2 separate regions of the Gossypium hirsutum genome follow, and region 1 is linked to region 2. Evidence: chromatin contacts called from public Hi-C data. All regions are on one chromosome and are shown on one strand. The core of a region is the stretch at or near the end of the contact, and the rest is flanking DNA. Distances in the headings are between cores, read along the strand shown. Region 1 holds the start of LOC107954748 (protein ACTIVITY OF BC1 COMPLEX KINASE 7, chloroplastic). Region 2 holds the start of LOC107954750 (indole-3-glycerol phosphate synthase, chloroplastic).

What was found. Hi-C and Micro-C count contacts between places; a contact is called where the count stands out from the background.
Region 1: a contact with region 2 is called in a Hi-C map of petal, with 2.9 times the contacts expected there. The contact joins the promoter of LOC107954748 here to the promoter of LOC107954750 in region 2. A contact is called at or near these places in 3 of 34 Hi-C or Micro-C datasets (leaf, petal and seedling).

The regions. Positions count from the first base shown.
Region 1 is chrD07:35,238,617-35,241,924 of Gossypium_hirsutum_v2.1, reverse strand. It overlaps LOC107954748 (protein ACTIVITY OF BC1 COMPLEX KINASE 7, chloroplastic), which reads left to right and starts at 1,511. Exons shown (of 18, transcript XM_016890402.2): 1 at 1,511-1,830; 2 at 2,273-2,866; 3 at 3,036-3,179. The coding sequence starts at 2,288.
Region 2 is chrD07:35,033,050-35,036,462 of Gossypium_hirsutum_v2.1, reverse strand. LOC107954750 (indole-3-glycerol phosphate synthase, chloroplastic) reads left to right here and starts at 1,288. Exons shown (of 10, transcript XM_016890406.2): 1 at 1,288-1,566; 2 at 1,642-1,884; 3 at 1,997-2,173; 4 at 2,863-2,937; 5 at 3,033-3,077; 6 at 3,183-3,347. The coding sequence starts at 1,420.

The DNA.
Region 1 (3,308 bases), core at 262-2,761, 210 kb before region 2:
TTAGGGGCCAAAACTAAGTTATATGTATTTATAAAAACTAAAATATAATTTCACTAATATATTAATTTATATCATTATAAATTTTAAAAGTTGTAAATAAAAATTTTATGATTTTTAGTTCGAAACTATAATTTTATTGGGGCAAATTACTAAAAAAAGTCCTATTTTTTTAAAATTTATCGAAATGGGCCCGGTATTTTATTATTTACCGGAATGGGTTATTTTCCCCGAAATCGCGTCCACGTCAGCACGATGTCAGGGGACGTGTCAAAACATCGCATCCACGTCAGCGCGCTTTGCTTATGTGGACACAAATCGCACCTACGAGGACGCGATTTGCTGATGTGGATGAACAATTTATATTTTTTAGCTTGAAAAACTTTGAAAGGCCATAACTTTTCGCTCGATTGTCCGATTGAGACAATTTTTTTTTGAATAACTTTTCGAGATCTACGCGCTGACAGCAGCCGAAGGCGGTTTGCCGTAATTTTTGTCGAAAAAGATCCTTTTTTGCCCCTAAATTTCGATTTTTTGATTTAAAATTGAATTTTGAAACATTCAAATCATTATTTTCCTTATTTATTTGAAACTAACACCGGATTTTTTTTACAGAATTGTTGTATTATTTTTTCTGATTTGACATGTTTATGGAATAGGTCTGATAAATCGTTAGAACGTAAGTAATATAATTAAGATAATAACAATATTTCTATAATATGTCAATTAATTATTTTAGCTTAGTTGGTTAAGATGCTTGCTCTTTTCTCTTAGTATGTTGGTTCAAATCTTGTTGGTAACAATTTTGAATCTTTTTTGTGCTTGTAAAAAAATCCGGTGTTTACTTCAAATAAATAAGGAAAATAATGATTTGAATGTTTCAAAATTCAATTTTAAATCGAAAAAATCAAAATTTAGGGGCAAAAAAAGATCTTTTTCGACGAAAACTGCGGCAAACCGCCTTCGGCTGTTTGTCAGCACGTAGATCTCGAAAAGTTATTCGAAATAAAAAAATCGTCTCAATCGGACAACCGAGCGAAAAGTTATGGCCTTTCAAAGTTTTCCAAGCTAAAAAACATAAACTGTTCATCCACGTCAGCAAATCGTGTCCTTGTAGGCACGATTTGTGTCCACCTAAGCAAAGTGCGTTGACGTGGACGCGATGTTCTGACACGTCCCCTGACATCGCGCTGACGTGGACGCGATTTCGGGGAAAATGACCCATTCCGATAAATAATAAAATATGGGGCCCATTTCGGTAAATTTTAAAAAAATAGGGTTTTTTTTGGAATTTTCCCATTTTATTGTATATTATTTATAATTTTATAAATTTTAAAGTCACTTGAAAAGGGAAATTTTCCGGGGGCAGGCGCCTGCCTTTCCCTGCCAACCCTAGACATTTTCTATTTGAGATGTTATACCCGAGTCGCTTATAACCCGACCCGACGGGTAGACGAATCCGAATAGTCAATCGTGGTAGTTAACGTGGTTACATGTGAAGATGCTCTGTGCTTACAATTTTTTGTCTTTGAACGGACAGCCTCAGAAACCAGAAAAATAAGGGCAAAATTTTCTTTAAAAAAAAGTCCAAAAAGATCTGCCTTCAGATTCCTTGAATTTGGTAAACGAAGGAAAGACACGTAAACACTCTACTAATCCCATTCAATTCAACCAGCAATTGTTGCTTGCTTGTTTCTCCTTCTCTCGTTTTCCACTAAGGGACTGCCTTTCTCTTTCAATCGTTGCATTCCTTAACAAGAAACAAGAAACGCCTTAGAACCCAATAAATATCATTGCTCCTTATTCAAGAATTCGTAGCCATCTTCTTTACTGGTGGGTGTTTTCTTCAAAACCCAAGTTCCTTTCTTCTTTTCCCCTTTTGCGTTGAGATTATATTATTCTTTACAGTATTTGGGATGTTGTTGGCATAGTTTGATTCATGAATTAAAGTTTATATTGTTTACTGTAGAAATTTTTATCCATCTGCAATTTTCCTTTCCTTGTCTTTGATTCATAATTAACATATATCATGTTATTTTGTTGGATCGGTTATTTCTATATTATTTTGTTGGATCAGTTATTTGGCTGTACGTATTCATTTTCTCTTTTAAGTAAAAGGTTCATTGTTCATATAATAGAGCTGGAATGTGACTTGTTCCTACTAAATTAACTTTAAAGCCTTTCTTCAGTCATTTATTTAATACTTATGTTTTACTATTATTGTTCTTCATAGTTTCCTACTTCTCATATTTGAACTACTGTTAATATCCCACAGGTGTTTTCTGCTGATATGACAGTAATACTGGCTTCACACAGTTGTTATTCCTGCAATTATGAAATGATGAATCAAGGAAGAGCAGTGGGTACTCTCAGTTTCTCGGGCTCTATTTCAAATAATTTTGTGAATCTTGAGAGGCAAATATATTGTCTGCCTATGACAGGTAAGTCATTCAGGTTTCAAGTTGAAATGCAACAAACTGAACCAACCCCAAAAGTAGGAATCAATGGCCGAGCTGTTAAAATGGTGCCTGCGAGTGAAGTAGTGAAAAGACAGGCTCCTGCCACTAGGAAAGTGGAGCAGGTAAATGGTGTAAAGCAGGTTATAAATGGAAATGGTGCTAGCATAGTTAGGAGAAAAAACAGTCCATCCCTTGTAAAGATGCCTATATCGAGAGTGTCTAAAGACCTTCCACCATTAGAGGAGTTAAAGATTCTGCCTTCAGATGAAAATTTCAGTTGGGCCAATGAGAATTACAGTTCCTTGCAAAGGAGTATAGATGTTTGGTCTTTTGTTATTTCTTTACGTGTACGAGTTCTTTTGGACAATGCCAAATGGGCATATGCAGGGGGCTTCACTGAGGATAAGCAGGTGAGATTTTTTAGTCTTTTGTAACACATCCCTCTATCTATAGATTGTAGAGTAGTTATCTATAATTTCTTACTTAGCTAATATCCACAGTCTCCACCTTTTCTGTTTCTTTTGAACTGTATCTTTTGTTTTGCTTTTGGTTCTTATAGCTTTTCTTAATCTTCTGCAGAAAAAGAGGAGAAGAACAACTGCCTCATGGCTAAGAGAGCGTGTATTGCAACTCGGTCCCACTTTTATTAAGCTTGGACAGTTATCGTCGACAAGATCAGATTTATTTCCGCGTGAGTTTGTCGATGAGCTTGCCAAATTGCAGGTACTCTTGCTTTCTTTGTCATTATTAATTTTGAAGAGGCTTTCTATCATTGCATTTTTCTATCAAGTCTACATAGATGTTGTCTTTATAAAACAATTCTAGTACCAAATTCTCATTTATTTTGTGTAA
Region 2 (3,413 bases), core at 39-2,538:
TTTACTAGCTGCTCTAAAATCAACGAGTTTCAGTAGTCATCTTAGATGTACGCGGCTCCGTGACAAGTCCGGCATCAAATAACCTCAAATTATCTGAAGAATGTATGCCCGAGCATATCAAATTCTTTCTACTTCGGTTGAATCATCATCCGGATCCGGGGATGTGTCTCGTAACTAGCTTATCTCTATCCGACCTCCGTCCATTTTCTCTAGAATAGCACCCAAAAGCTCGTAGCACACCACTCCCCAATCGGTAGATTGGACAGACCCGGTAACTGGGTACCCGTCCACCGACAATCCCAATTGCAGACTGACATCTTCCAAAGTGATAGTGCACTCTCCACATGGAAGATGGAATGTGTGCGTCTCCGGTCTCCACCTCTCGATCAACGCACTGATAAGTTTTGGGTCTAACTTGCATCCCCGACCTGCCGTCGCCACGTGCCAAAAACCCACTTCCCGCAAGTAGTTCTCTACCAACGGTGATAGAGGAGCATGCATATTCCGGATATAGCATTCCAATATCCGATCTACAGACTTTTATAACAAATAATAAATTAATAATTATCTAAAAATGCATAAATAAAAAAATCTTAAATAATATTTAAAAATTAAATTTAACACTTACCATTTTCATTTACTCGACGGATATGTGCTGCTTATTAAGACGAGTCAATTTTCAGGCCATTGCTGAAATCGTATAAATTTTTACGATTTAAAAAAAAATTTAAAAATATTTAAAAATAGGGATTTAAGAGGAAATTGAGAGCAAATTGAGATTAAATATAGATTTGAGAGAAATTTGGAAGGAATTTGAGAGCAAATTGAGAGCAAATTGAGAAAATAATTAGTTTGTGAAAAAATAAAGGGTGGGGGTATTTATAGATTTTTTTTTGACCGTTAGGGGGGGCAACGGTAAAAAAAATATCATTGCACTGTTCACGCGTGGGGAAATCGCGTCCCCAAGGGCGCGCTACGTGACATCAAATCGCGTCCACGTCAGCGTAATTTGCTGACGTGGATACAAATCGCGCTTACGTGGACGCGATTTGTTGCCATGTCAGCACAGCGCGCTGACGTGGACGCGATTTGCTGACACGTTCCCTGACTTTGCGTTGACGTGGACGCGCTTTAGGGGGAAAAGGACCTATTCCAGTAGATAATAAAATATCAGGCCCATTTCAATAAATTTAAAAAAATAAGCTTTTAATGGTAAATTGCCAAAAAAAACACATTCAGGTAAAACGACGAAATTAATAATAAAAGGAAACAAAAATCTTTATTAGAAAAAAAATAAACAAAAATCTTGGAGAAATTACCATTTATACATACCAAATATATCTTTCATGTTCCCCACTTCGACTGTAAAAAGTGTATAAAATCTAAGTGCAGGAGCTAGGGTTTCCATCAATTGCAAAAATGGAGGGATTAGTTTCAATGAAAACAGCTCCTGGAATTTCCTTTCAATCTATTCCTTCCCCTAATCAGCGACCTAATTTCTTCCTCAGACGCTCAATGGACCTTCAGCATCGGCGATTCCATTTTCCCTCCATTCGAGCTCAACAGGTTATTAATAATAATCATTTTACTTACATACATTGAATCTAATACTCTTCTTTCTAAAATAAAATTTGTGTGTAGTCGGGGACGATATTTCCGCGAAAAGAAGACGAGGAAGATTCTTTGAAGGTAAAGGAATGGGAAGTTGGAATGTTGCAAAACGAAGTCGCAGCGAGTCAAGGGATTAGAATACGGCGGCGTCCACCGTCGGGTCCGCCTTTGCATTACGTGGGTCCCTTCGAATTCCGTTTACAGAATGAGGGAAACACTCCTCGTAACATTCTTGAAGAAATAGTTTGGCACAAAGATGTGGAAGTTTCCCAAGTAAATTTTTTTAATTTTAATTTTTACAATTTTAATTAGGTCAAGGTATTCGTCTTTGCTTTTTTTTTTTTTGTAACTGTATGGTGATATAATGATTTTTTGGGTTTGGCAGATGAAAGAGAAGAAGCCTTTGCTTTCATTGAAGAAGGTTATCGAGAATTCACCTCCAACTAGAGATTTCGTCGGGTCTCTTAAAGCGGCACATTTGCAGACTGGATTGCCTGGTTTAATTGCTGAAGTTAAGAAGGCTTCGCCTAGCAGAGGAATTCTCAGAGAGAATTTTGACCCAGTTAAGTACCTTTCTTTATTTCTAGTCCATACTTTTTGGAAGAAAATTATCCTAATTTAATAATATACTTATTTTTATAAATAAATATATCTAATGGTACATTTATCATTCATCTAACGGCGTTTATGATACTAGAAATTTTGATACGAAAATTTGACTGGATTTGTCATAAAATTGAGGTTCTTCTCTCAACGAGATTGGAGGACTCATAAAATGTCCTGCGGATGAAAACCCGCTAGTGAGGTTTGAGGGTTAGAATTTATAAACACCATCTGGTATATTTATGATGTTATTAATGAATTAATCAGATATTATTCAATAAACATTTGTCAGCTTTCTACCTCCTGCATGGTTTATAAGATAATACAAGTATAGATACTCTATAAGATTAAAGTTATCTTCTTGGAATTATGGTTGGGAGGAAATTTTGATATTTTAGAGTATGTTTCAATCCGGGTAAAACCTTAGAGAAAGAGTGAACTAACCTTCCATATCTTTTTTTATATAAGATTGAAGTTGTCTTCTTGGAATTATGGTTGGGAGGAAATTTTGATATTTTAGAGTATGTTTCAATCCAGGTAAAACCTTGGAGAAAGAGTGAACTAACCTTCCATATCTATTTTTATTGTATCATTCTATTTCTTTTTATTACTGAGTAATTTGTGATATATTTATGTTTCTTGTGATAGGTTGAGATTGCTAGAGCATATGAGAAGGGTGGAGCCGCTTGTCTGAGTGTTTTGACTGATGAAAAGTATTTTAAGGTAAACATAGTCATTTTTATTTTTGTTTTTGAAGATTTTGTATCCAGTTGCTTAGTCTATTTATTAATTCTCTGACTTGCTACTCTTCAATCAAGGGAAGCTTTGAAAATTTGGAGGCAATACGTAATGCTGGAGTAAAGGTTTGTTGGATAAGTCATTTGTTATTTGATCTATAATCTTGATTTTTTTTCTTTTTATATACACTTGGTTAATCGGTATACATCTTGCCATCATAACGAATGCAGTGTCCTCTATTGTGCAAAGAATTTGTGATAGATGCATGGCAGATATATTATGCTCGAATTAAAGGAGCAGATGCTATACTTCTAATTGCTGCTGTTTTGCCCGATCTTGACATCAGATACATGATTAAAATCTGCAAGATGCTTGGTTTGGCAGCTCTTGTAGAGGTTAGACAGAGCTTTCTTTGTTATTATTATGGTTTCATCAGTTTTGAATTGTTCAGGTTATTTTTG